2 separate regions of the Bicyclus anynana genome follow, and region 1 is linked to region 2. Evidence: chromatin contacts called from public Hi-C data. All regions are on one chromosome and are shown on one strand. The core of a region is the stretch at or near the end of the contact, and the rest is flanking DNA. Distances in the headings are between cores, read along the strand shown. Region 1 holds the start of LOC112046680 (V-type proton ATPase subunit D). Region 2 overlaps LOC112046692 (amyloid-beta-like protein).

Region 1 (6,505 bases), core at 1,918-4,417, 230 kb before region 2:
AAAACTGAAACAATTGATAACAATTATTAAGACTACAGTTAAAACGTTAACTGTAATTAGGAAGTAGGTTTTAATGACAACCTTAATTAACTTAATTTATTATTGTACCAATGCATAGAGTTTTTGCTCATTTGGAGGGGAAATTTAAGAAATAATCACAAATAAATATATATTTTACATAGTTGTTAATTTCTTTCTTCTATTTGCTATATTATAATAAAAGTAGGTATTCTATATAAATTGCAATTGATTAAGCAAATTCATCACACATGCGAGACGTTTATATGGAATGGAATTCTTATATGGAAGGTATCTAAAGCAGACCTCTTATTTTTTAAGATTATAAATTGGTTAGAAAACCTTCAGAAAATTAAGAAATTTGTACAAAATATAATTCACTGATAATTTATATGTATATTAAACCTCAATGAGCCAGATTCAAAATGGGGTCTTAGGTTCAATTGTTGCCCAGCAGACTATTGTGATACCCACTCCTCACAATCTTTATAATTAGAATAGAGGGAATGAATATTCAACATAGTTAAAGATAATGGAAATTTTTAAAAAAATTTAATTTGCAACTATACTACAGCCTTTCTTGATGAGTACTGTTTACCAACAAACAAATTTAAAATGAGGGTATAAATCACTAGTCATTTCACACCTAATAATAAAATTATAATTAAGTTGTTCTTAAATTAATGAAAATAAATTTGATTAATAAGCTTAGAACAATTAGATATGGTTAATATATTTTATATAACATTTTATAAACATATACATAATTTAAAATAAATAAATTATGATATGACATACGTTTTCTACCTTCATTTCTAATTTCTTTGTTGGTAAACAATACTCATCAAGAAAGGCTGAATCATCAAGAAAGGAAATGAGAATTCTTGAAATTGCTCCCATATAGGTTGAAAGTTATAAATGAAGACTATATCATTAAAATATAAAATGTAATGGGGTTAAAAAGGGATACACTATACTAGCATGTTGAAACGGAGGCGAAAAAGGTGGCTAATTGTCGTAATTTTATTTAGTTGCATAGTAAACGACGAAAGTTATTTAAACAAATAATACCTAAATATTATCTACAATGTCCAGTTGTGTTCAGGTAGTGTAAAAAATATATATACATAATAACACAAAATTGTATATGTTTTGGTGGAATAGCTATTCCATTTGGGTCATGACTTGCTGTGTAGGCACGTAACATATCTAATAGTATAAAATTATGAATATTATTTAAACAGGTACATACCACAATAAAACTATGAGATTTTTAACGTCAATATTTCGACCCAGTTGCATGGATCGTGGTCACGATTCATCGTGGTATGTACCCATATAATATTCGTAATGAACAACCTAATAAGTTTAAAATCATTAGTAAAAAATTGTTATCATAAAACTAGAAATTTAAACAATATTACCACCATTGGTCCCCATTCCATGTGAACTGGCCCTCTAGTATCGAGGAGGCTACTTTATTAGTCTGCTCTTTTGTGTTAGTAGATCGAGTAATCCTTTTTTTCTTTACAGCTTTTGGTTCATTTTCTACTTTCAACTGCATTTTCAGCTTCAAAGGTGCAAGAAACTCCTTGTCATCATCACTAAATCCATCATCATCGCTCACAGAATCCACAATTGGATGGATTTCATGTTTAATATGATCAATTTCAATCTCTTGTTCGGACAGTCCATTTTCTATTGGCACTTCTGTTTCTTGTTTAACTATATCTATACCACTTTGCAATATTTTACATGTGTCTTTGTATTTGTTAATAAAGTTGTATGCACTATCTAAGATGTCTTTACATATTTTACATATTAAACGAGGGTATCCCTCAACATCTTCTATCTGTAAAAGTAAATATAGGGTGATTATTATTTACTAGCAAAACAGTTGGGTTTCACCCACACGGTTTTTAATTTTGACTAGGCAGGGAGAGCTACCGGATAAAGGGAGTGTTAGTTAACTGTCAAGAATGTCTTTAAACCTACACTCATCAATCACAAGTCCGGTAATATGCTAGGAGTTTTTCTCTCTGCCACATGATGGACCCCATGGACATCTGCATGGCAAATCCATGGAATGCTAACGACGTTCATAATAAGTACTATTATCGGGAATCGCGGCAAACTTTCAAGAGTGAAATGAACCGTCACCTGCACCATTATATATGAAAAAAACTGTAGATGGTTTACTTTAATATTTTAGTGGTAGAAGAACTTTGTGGAAGAACATATCTAGGAAAGAACAACCGTTATGCTTATTTCTGCAGCCAAACAGTATTGCTGTGTGCAGTCAACTGACACTTTACTTAAAGTTGAAAAGGCAAAGTGCTCCGCATTGTACGTGTTCCTAGCATGTCGCTCGAAGTCTTGCTCTGTTTTAAGCAATGGTTTTCCACTTGCCATTTTCTGTTTTAATTACTTACTAGAAAAAATATACAAACCTTTTCCTTTAAACATAATGAAAGTTTTTCTAAAATATTGTTATCTTCATCATCTATTTCGAAAATTGGAATTTTTGCCCCATTTCCAAGGCATATTCTACACAAACTTAATCTATTGTTTTCATCGTGTAAATTGTAGTTGTTGAATAAAAGTTTACGTGTTTTAGACATCACGTCTCATTTGTATTATCGAAATTGTTTTAGTTCTTCAAGATAATATTTTTCATGTTATTTTAATTCTGAATTTTGATTTATGACTTTACTATAACAAATCAAAACCACAATAAATTTGACAACAAAAGTCAAAACAAGTAACCACAGACATTTCTTGGTAAGTATAAACTTCAAGTAGTCAAGTTCAAAATGAGTTCAAAGTTGAATACAAATGAATTTTTATTTTTTACACAGCACAGACTTTACTTACTCTATGGACATGACAGACATAGACTAACCAACGAGCAACCAACCACCAATGACCTCCTAACTCCGCGCCACGAAAGAAGTCCCACGGCTTAAAAAATAGAATATAGACATCCGATTTCACATTGTTGGATTATTATATTTCTTAGCAAAACCATTGCACCTTATTACACCAATTAAATTATGTACGTAGTTATAAAAATAGAAAATAATTATCACCCTCATCCCACACATTTTGTCATTTCGGATTCTCGTACCATATTAAAATCTCTACAAGATCACAAGACCAACCATAGACACACTTTTATCAATAATTTGTCTTCTGTCATCAGCTGATAGAGAAGGGAGTAAAAATCCTGGATTTGGGATAAAACGCTAGTATTTTCCTAAATTAATATGTCTGGGAAAGATAAATTAGCGATCTTCCCTTCTCGGGGGTAAGTAATATCTTTAGCAATCGATATACACTTGCAATGTGTAAATTAAGCTTGAGTAGTGATGGTTTAAAATAACATTTTTAATTTTCGTTTTTAGTGCTCAAATGTTAATAAAAGGCCGTCTGGCTGGAGCAGTTAAAGGACATGGATTACTGAAAAAGAAGGCAGATGCCTTACAAGTCAGATTCCGTATGATTTTGAGCAAAATTATCGAGGTAAAGTTTTGTTCCTACTGACGATTTGTGCGTAGTATGAGTAATTTATCGATGTTCCAGTTATTTGCAATTACTGAATTATTATAGTACGAGTCAACGACCACAGATACAGTTTCTAGATTTGATCCGTAGTCCTATTTAAAAGCTTACAACTTTTATTTGTCACTGTAGATTGTGATGAGTTTCCAGTTAGCTGGTTCGTAACGAAAATAAACAACATTTTTAATGTACTTATTTAAATATATATTAAAAGCAGTCACCCTATGGTTACACCAGCATAGATCCCCTGCCTGTGAAAATATGGAAATAAAATATATTGTATGTTCATCTGGGATATTGTAGAATTCTAGTGGTGAAAGAATTTTTTTAATTGGTCCAGTAGTTACAGCCCATTCAGACGGCCTGCTAAGCTTCTGGATGGCGTAATTCCAGCGGGGACCTACACTGAAGGACCCACATACAACAGCCAATCACATAGCCAAGTGCAGAAACGGCCCAGTAGGAAGAAGAGCCTATTCAAACACAATCAATTAATTCCTCTTTATAATATTAGTATCTTTATAAAAGCAAAAGGTCAGCATGAAACTGCTTGACATAGAGTTGAAATTTGGCAGGGAGGTACCTAATTTATGGTACCAGACATCCCCTAAAAACTGTTGAATGTAAATCTTCTTGTTAATTTTGGTGGGATATATTAAGAAATAGAAATAACTTTAATTTATTACTCACAAAAGGGCTCACAGTCCTCAGCCATGAAGGAACAACTAGAGAGAGAGACATCTAGTAATCTAGAAAGAATTTTTTTATGTTCGTTTTCACTTAATAAGAAGAAGGAAGTTTTCACTTATTCAATAAGAAGAAAATGGTATAAAGATAAAAAAGAAATTATGCGCAATGTTTTTATTTTTTCTAGACAAAAACTCTTATGGGCGAGGTGATGAAAGAGGCTGCGTTCTCATTAGCCGAGGCCAAGTTCACAACCGGTGATTTCAACCAAGTGGTTCTTCAGAATGTAACCAAGGCACAGATTAAAATTCGCTCCAAGAAAGACAATGTTGCTGGTATGTTATTAAATCATTGTAGTATTTGTTTAAAGAAGTGTAAATTAAGCTTTGGAATATCCTGGATTTTTTCTCCCTCTCGGATGACTCCCTTAATTTCACTCACACTGATGCAATCTGATAGAAATCAGGCTATACCATTGTGGATCGGGGAACCAAATATCACCAGTGTCCGAGGCTTGAAGTAAAAATTCTGAGTTTTAAGGGATCCCTTTCAAGGAACACTCACCTTAACCTTGTTTTGCCCGCCCAAACAATGCAATTTTTTGCCAAGAAACAAACAATGCAATTTTTACGATAACTGACAATTCAAACTCCTCGATAGTGTGAACCTATGCCCAGAATATCCTATTTTATATAAGAGTAAGCTTGTCAGAAAAGAATACTAAGCTATTCATCTCCCATTTGTCTCAATAAAGATAAAGAAATTTGACTTCAACTCTGTCACTTACAGGTGTAACACTACCAATATTTGAGTCATACCAAGATGGGTCAGACACATATGAGCTAGCCGGTCTAGCCAGAGGAGGACAACAGCTGTCCAAGCTGAAGAAGAACTTCCAGAGTGCAGTGAAGCTGCTGGTGGAGTTGGCGTCGCTGCAGACCTCATTTGTGACCCTGGACGAGGTCATCAAGATCACCAACCGTCGTGTCAACGCCATTGAGCATGGTAAGTTTCAATGTCGCTAACAATCACATAAAGATATTTTTTTTAAGAGATATGGACAAAATTCAACCAATGATGGCTCTTTCATTGCGTTGCGTTGTTGAAATTTTGTTTATATTTCTCTTCACTGGTTGTATATTAGCACAACAGATTAATAAAGGAGACAACCACTTTACATACATAGCTGGTTCCAGATTTGATGAATTTGTGTTATTTATTAAAAACTAGCTGACGCCGCTCGATTTCATCCGCGTGGTTCCCGTTCCTGAAGGAATACAGGGATAATATATAGCCTATACCCATCCTCGATTAATGGGCTATCTAACACTGAAAGAATTATTCAAATTGGGTTAGCAGATCCAGAGATTAGCGTGTTCAGAGCTCAGAAATGGGATGAGCGTGGTTTTGTGGAGCATGAAGAGCTCTATCAAATATCTTCAATTTGTCTAACACTAGATATATATTTTTAAAAATGAAAATATATAAAAATGCTACCAACTTATTTCCCAAACCTGTGATGTGCACAACGTTTAATGACTAGGGTAAGCATTATCTACAAATTGTACAAATGGAAAATTCCTTCTCTTAAACAGGCTTCTAATGAATACTCAGAGTGGGCAGTGCATTTTTGCATCTTTAGAGTTCACGCTGTTGCTCCAACCAAATGATATTTAGGGTCACATACGCAAAGGGTAAAACAGGACATAATTACTAAGACTGCTGTCTGTCTGTCCATCTGTTACCAGGCAAAGTTACCTGTTATTACAAAGCTATATCAACAAATAATAAAAAGTAAAATAAATTAAAATATAAGGGCTCAGCGCAACAGACATAACTTTTTTGTAGACAGAGCCGTTCGTGCGTGAGTCCGACTCACGCTTGGCCGGTTTTATTAAATTTTTTCCTGTAAACAGTGATCATCCCTCGCCTGGAGCGCACGCTGGCGTACATCATCTCCGAGCTGGATGAGCTGGAGCGCGAGGAGTTCTACCGGCTGAAGAAGATCCAGGACAAGAAGAAGATCATCAAGGAGAAGGCTGAAGCGGTGAGTGTTTTTTTTTCATTTCTTTGCAAAACTGCCAACAATTGGGAATCCAACTACATTAAATAATATATTGATAATTATGACACATTGGGAAAATTAAATCAATCCTTTCTGCATCAAAAATCAAAAATTTATTAAAATTTCATCATGTGTGATGTAATTTTTAAAGTGAGAGTCATCAATCTTCTATTA
Region 2 (6,448 bases), core at 213-2,712:
CATATAGTCTTATAATAATTTGACTTCAGAATCTTATGAATTTCAAAATTGGTACCTATGATAGTGATACATAGGTATGTAGGTAGGTACCTACGTATCTCAAAGAATACATACCCATGTCAAAGAATCCTACTAATATTCTAAACGCGAATGTTTATATGGATGTTTGTTTGGACGTTTGTTACTCTTTAACGCCGCTACTACTGAAGCGATTTGGCTGAAATTTGTAATTGAAATAGATTTTATTCTGGATTAACACATAGGCTACTTTTCATCCCGAAAAAATCCATAGATGCCGCGGGATTGGTGAAAAACTGAATTCCACGCGGACGAAGTCGCAGGCGTCCGCTAGTAGGTACCTACAATATATTCCAGAGTAGGTACAAGCAGCTATGGTACTTACACCCTGCCTTACCTTATTTTGTGAAAGCTTTTACCTATTACTTCAAAGCATTTTCCATCCTCACCAATTAATATCTATTCTTAGGTGACCTTTCTACTTCCATACGCAATTCTTAGGACGATCCTTATAAACAAACCTTGTCAACAGATTTTATTTTAAAGGTTAAAGGTTAACAGATAAATACCTACCTTCTCTCAATTAGTAGTTAATTACGACTTCAAAATACCCGAGGTTTGTTTATTTATTCTTCAAGAACAAGTTTTTTTACTAAAAACACTTCTTTTTACTAACAACATTGATGTAAAATGTTCCTAATATTTCAAAATTAGAAAGTCAATTCTAAGTTCAGAGTTTTGAGTGTCGTTACAGTTTACTTTAGAGTTTTATTCTTTTATCTGGGATGCTATAAACTTAAATGGGATGCGAGCAAGCGATTCCATTGACAAAATAAGACACGCATTCCTCAATACTTGTTATCATTCGACATAACTCCCAAACAAAAGGAAAATAGTGAAATACGTATCTACTAACGCCATCTAGTTGAAGATAGTGTTAATATTTGAGACCTTCAGTCGAACTTAGATGTGAACCATTTTTATCATCGCAGTTTGTTTATTCGCCGACAGATGGCGATAATTTCAAATGATGTTAGTAAATAGTAATTTTAACACTTCTTATATGGGTGGAAAATATGTGGTTGAATTTTTGTTTCTATCTGTACAAGTGTACTTTCATTGCAATCTTGAGTTTAACCCGCGTGGTAGCACTCATTCACATGTGATTACAGTACATAGATAAAATAAAACCCATGTTATTTCTTGTAACATCAGTTACCTGGCGCTGAAAGTTCCGTGAAAATTGGTTCAGCCAGATTCGACTAATCTCTGAATAGGCTGGACTGGATGTCACAAGCTGATGTTATAACTTGGGTTAACAAATCTAAGTTGAAATATATCTAATAAATCTAAATCTAGTACGTAACGTTATATAGGCGACTGTCACGGTACCCATGCTGTCTGAAAAACACTTTAGTCGTTGACCGTTGTCGTAAAAGCTACCGTTGGGCTGCGGCGATTTGCGACTATAGTGCACGCACAATAAGTTTGCGCGCGGCCAAAATCGGAATTATTCAAGTGCCCACCATCTTGGCGTCTTTTTCTATCTATTTCAAGGCGGGTAAAAGAGATCAGTAAAGCTGACATATTAGAGTAGTTTACTCTTATAATTTAGTTACCAGTTAGGTAGGTCCAATTTCGAGAAAGAGGTGAACCGTCGAATCCAACTTGGTCGCTAACTATGGGCCTCATAAGAAGGCTCAGAGTCACACAGCGGGCGATGGAACGAGCTATGTTAGGAGTGTCTCTGCTTGATCGAATCAGAAATGAGGAGATCCGCAGAAAAACCAAAGTCACCGACATAGCTCAACGAGTTGTGAAGCTGAAGTGGCAATGGGCGGGGCACATAGTTCGAAGAGCCGATGGACGTTGGAGTCCCAAAGTGCTGGAATGGCGACCCCGCACTAGTAAGCGCAGTGTTGGCCGACCCCCCACCAGGTGGACTGACGACATCAAGCGAGTCGCAGGGATTCGCTGGATGCAGACGGCTCAGTATTGTGATGTTTGGAAGTCCCTACAAAAGGCCTATGTCCTGCAGTGGACGTCCATCGGCTGATATGATGATGATGATGACTCTTATAATATTGATTTTGTAAAGTAGGTACCTATTAGGTAGGTATTTAAACACGGCTCCGAAATAGGTACACCAATTTTAATACAAAATAATAAATGAAATTAGAAACTCAAGTTGAATATATTAGGGACAAATAAGACTTCTTACGGGCAAAGAACGAAATGCCAATGTTTGTCACCGCATGCGGCAACATAATGAATTTAGTCAGAACTTTTTATCGATATTGTGATACTTGTTTTCCTCTTTTCAGTTCATTTCGCTTAGGCAGTCGGGTTTTTTGTTTTTATAATAATATTTATTTTTGCAAAACGATCTTAATTACTATACTTTTGTTACAAATATTAAAAATCATAAGAAACTGAAAGGCGAAAAGTAGTAAACAAAACCTGCTGACGAAATGGCACAGTTAACCAGACCATCACGGCAGACAGCGTTTTCTGGCGTTTAATAAAAAGTAAATATACTATAATAATAATTTGAGTATATTTAAGTCATCAAATACATAATACATTTTAAACGATCTAATAGCACGAAGAAAAATTAAAAAAAAAAGTGTCAACTAGCCTATTGCACCAGTCGTGGGCTTTCTACGACCACGACCGGTCGTGAAGCGACCAATAGGCTAGTTGACACTTTTTATTCAAATGGTCTTAAGTAGTTCATTAACATGCTATTAGATTGAAAAAAAAAACATATTTTTTTCGAGACGTGGTTAGATGAAAATATACTTTTTAAATATGTTTTGACAATACGAGCCAAAACGCCTGTCGGCCATGACAGTCTATATTTAAAATGTTTCATGACGTCACTATAATAAATCCCTTACAAACAGAGTCAAAAAGAAAAAGTGACTAAAAAGAAGAGAAAACTATTAGTAAATAATTAGTTTGACGTTTAGTACATCAAGTGTGTATGACATCACAAACTGGACGACAGTGTTTTTGACGTTTGGAAACTTTGAAGAAATACGTGATTTTTAAATTAAGTTTTATAAAAAAATACTTCAATATTAATTGATATCGATATATTTCGGACCCTTATTACATGTACTACACAAAATTTATATTGTAACTTTGGTTATATATACGTCTATATAATCAAAGTATTGTAATAATTAAGTTTGATATGATTGTAGATGTCTACCTTATGTCTACCCTAATAATGTGTGGCCAGGCCATATTTGCCATCCTATCGGTTGCAATGACCGTGCCGGTCTGTGTGGTCAAATGCAACGTTTCCTTAATCTTCAGTTAACCTGCGGCGCTAAACGTGACCAACGAAATAGACAAATTTCAACCAATAGCGGTGCAACCGGAAATACCGTTATCTCTCTAATTGCGTTGGGACAAATGAGATGATTGAGATGGGAGTGGGACCATCGCCATTGAACAATGTTTTGTCTATTTCTCTACACTTGGTCGCATGTTAACGCCACTGGTCATTGCGCCTAATGGCAGTGGTCGTGGCCATCTAGTTGGCGAGACCGAGGGGATCAGCCCTGCGGGGGCTGTGGTGGTGAATACTCGTAGGATACGATAGGATAGGCGATACGCCAGTAAAACACCAATATTTTAATTCCTATTTATTGATTCAATTTGAACTTCGAACTCACAATAAAATGTAGCACAGGAAACACAAAAAATTTCAAACCATTTATTATAATATCTTCAAAATACGTGAAACAGTGATCTGACGTTACACAAACCAGGGTAAAAACTACTAACATCGAATAATGTTGACATCGAATAATTATTATTTCATTTATTTTATAAACATCGATTGGAATTATCATCAATACCGACGAGAGACAGCAGATTTTGAGCAAAAGTTTTGTTAAAAAAATAAGTGGTCGGCTCGTTACTTAGTTATTAGTAAAAATACAGCGGTTACTTGATTGCAGGATTAAACTTACGTTATACAGTGAGTAAACTTACTTAGATGCCGTACAACTTACAAGCCACGAGCGGGCGCCACCGTATCTCCAGTTACGACTCGAGCAACGCCATCTGTTATTCTGTTCCCGAACTACTGCAGGCATCGTAGTGAAAGGACTCAAAGCGCCGTGACGCGTCTGATATGAATTTCTTAACGTAGCAACGTCACAACGCTTGTAAACAAATAGAATTAAGTGTATATAAATTAGCTTATGTAACAAATAAGCTTAAATGTATATAATACTGAGGCAGAATTACATCTTAACTACGGCGTAACATTAAGGTGGTACCTGGGAATAGACACGAGCACAAGCCCTTACATTAAACGGACGAATGCGATATATAATTATATTTTGCTTTATATCTATGTATCTGACGCTAAAACATCTATATAATGTATTACTTTTGTACATCTACTTATATAATAATCGTACATACACTCACTAAGCTTACTGCTTCGGCATAACCGAGTACCCAATGTGCGCATACATCCGCCATGTTAAATCTCTGATGCACCCATGTTTGACTAGATTATACGAAGCTCTGGAGGCTTCACAACGTAAAAGGGTGGATCCGTCTCGCTTGCACACGTTGAGTACACAGTCCTCTCTTATTGGGAACTATGAGTATTGTCCCGCGGGTAAACGAAGAAATATAAAGAGGAAAGGAGACAGAACACGTCCGAGGTAAATCGTCCCAGACTAAGGAAGGTTTTTCAGTGACTAGAAGATATTCTACGAAGGCAAGACCGTTCACCCGCGCCGGCTTTGCCGCCCGTCCCTTTGCTAAGTACACATAATTATTAAAATATATTTTCGCATTTTATTACATAAAATTCACGTTATGATCTACCTACGTTAGAAAATGAAAGCGGGCTTTAAGAGTATGTAATTTAGGTTCAAAATTTGTACGCGGAGTCTATATACACAGCGTACCATGGACGTTTGTTCCGTTGTTCCGAGTAGCAACAAACAGTACAAATAAGAAAATCTTAGCAATAATCTAAAATTATGCTAATTCCGTACACAAATCTCTAAACTAAATTGACTGATCTTATATTTAGTACCACATTTTTCCAATGTTCCCGAAAAAGAAATTAACTACATAACTATTTAGATATATAAATTCTGAGATTTGAGTACAACTAATTTATGCATTAAATAGAAGAGTTAAATTGCTAAAGTAAGTTCAGTGTCAGTAATAAAATTTTGTTCTTACGGAAAAAATGCGCCTGATATTTGAGGACTGTCCGTTGCCACTCGGAATGCGGTCTCGAAAACTTAATTTAAAGAACTCGACTACAAGGTGACACTTACGAATTATATGACACTAGACGAAACTTAGAGCTATTCTTAAAATTCAAATAAATAATTTGGTGCAAACATAAAAAATAACATATACAAAAACAATATAAATTCTAATATCAAGTATATATTTTGACTGATTGCGAAAATTCGCAAGAAATTATGTTGACTAATCACACAAAGCTTTTAGTATTAAAGTGAATGTTTACGCGCCACCAGGCTCGCTTTGCCGTTTAAACATATCACACACATTCATTCCATAAAGAATTAATTATTCAAGGACATAGATATAAGGACAAGCCACAAAATGGCCCAAACTACGGGATATCTAGCACACATCACAAATCATTCAGGAATTAGATAGGAAAAGTTATTCTAAACCCTATGTCGGTTCTGTTGAGTTTAATTTAAACGTTGTAATCAAATCTAGCTTCTAATCGATAGATGGAGTTACAGATGGTGCTGTTGTACAAAATACTTGGTACTTATTCATAGATGGCGCTGTATTTTAAATTACATTCAATATTAGTGAATATGATTCTATTTGCGATTTTTTGTTCTAGTGTACTCATGAGAACCTCAGGGTTTACGTGCAAGAGTTGAATCCTCAATCACTTGACGTTGCCAATGTTTCCCGAAGAGAGAAAGAGAAGGGGGAAAGGAAGCCTGGTGGTTGGTTGTGGTGGATGAATAGTTTACTCCTTGACTTCGAAGTATTTGTAGGTGGGGTTCTCGTAGCCGTTGATCTGCATGTTAGCTACGTGTCGCTCTTCGGGGGTCGGGGCCACGGCTCCGGATTGCTCGACCTGACGTAAATGAAAATTAGATTAACCCATCTTTTAATTAAGTTTCATTCTCAATGCTTCCTTCGGAAGTGTCTGACATAGATATGCATTATTATAGATTTAAAGTAGATATATTTTATTAAACATAACGTTAAATCTTAGGAGATTAGCAACACCCTCAGATATTGTAATTGACATACTGTTTGGACGTACAACACCGTTCCTTTATTACTTAAGCGTTAGTCACGCTGATATATATGAAATTGTTGTATTCATCAAATCAAATGAAAGCCTCTTCACATTTTCTAAGAATCCAAGAAGACAAAATAAAAT

Evidence for each region. Hi-C and Micro-C count contacts between places; a contact is called where the count stands out from the background.
Region 1: a contact with region 2 is called in a Hi-C map of whole larva, with 9 times the contacts expected there. The contact joins the promoter of LOC112046680 here to the enhancer-like site in region 2. A contact is called at or near these places in 2 of 2 Hi-C or Micro-C datasets (whole body and whole larva).

Annotation. Positions count from the first base shown.
Region 1 is chr16:4,737,732-4,744,236 of ilBicAnyn1.1, reverse strand. It overlaps LOC112046680 (V-type proton ATPase subunit D), which reads left to right and starts at 3,167. Exons shown (of 6, transcript XM_024083400.2): 1 at 3,167-3,325; 2 at 3,423-3,540; 3 at 4,454-4,601; 4 at 5,056-5,271; 5 at 6,183-6,313. The coding sequence starts at 3,285. It overlaps LOC112046678 (zinc finger protein OZF), which reads right to left and starts at 2,761. Exons shown (of 4, transcript XM_024083399.2): 1 at 2,469-2,761; 2 at 1,446-1,870; 3 at 1-4. The coding sequence starts at 2,639.
Region 2 is chr16:4,505,290-4,511,737 of ilBicAnyn1.1, reverse strand. LOC112046692 (amyloid-beta-like protein) reads right to left here. Exons shown (of 17, transcript XM_024083417.2): 17 at 3,662-6,136. The coding sequence ends at 6,026. Among protein-coding and RNA genes, the nearest start is that of LOC112046673, 150 kb to the left of the region's middle. Within about 2 kb of position 1,462, at least 7 of the 8 cell types and tissues checked have open chromatin away from gene starts, as enhancers often do.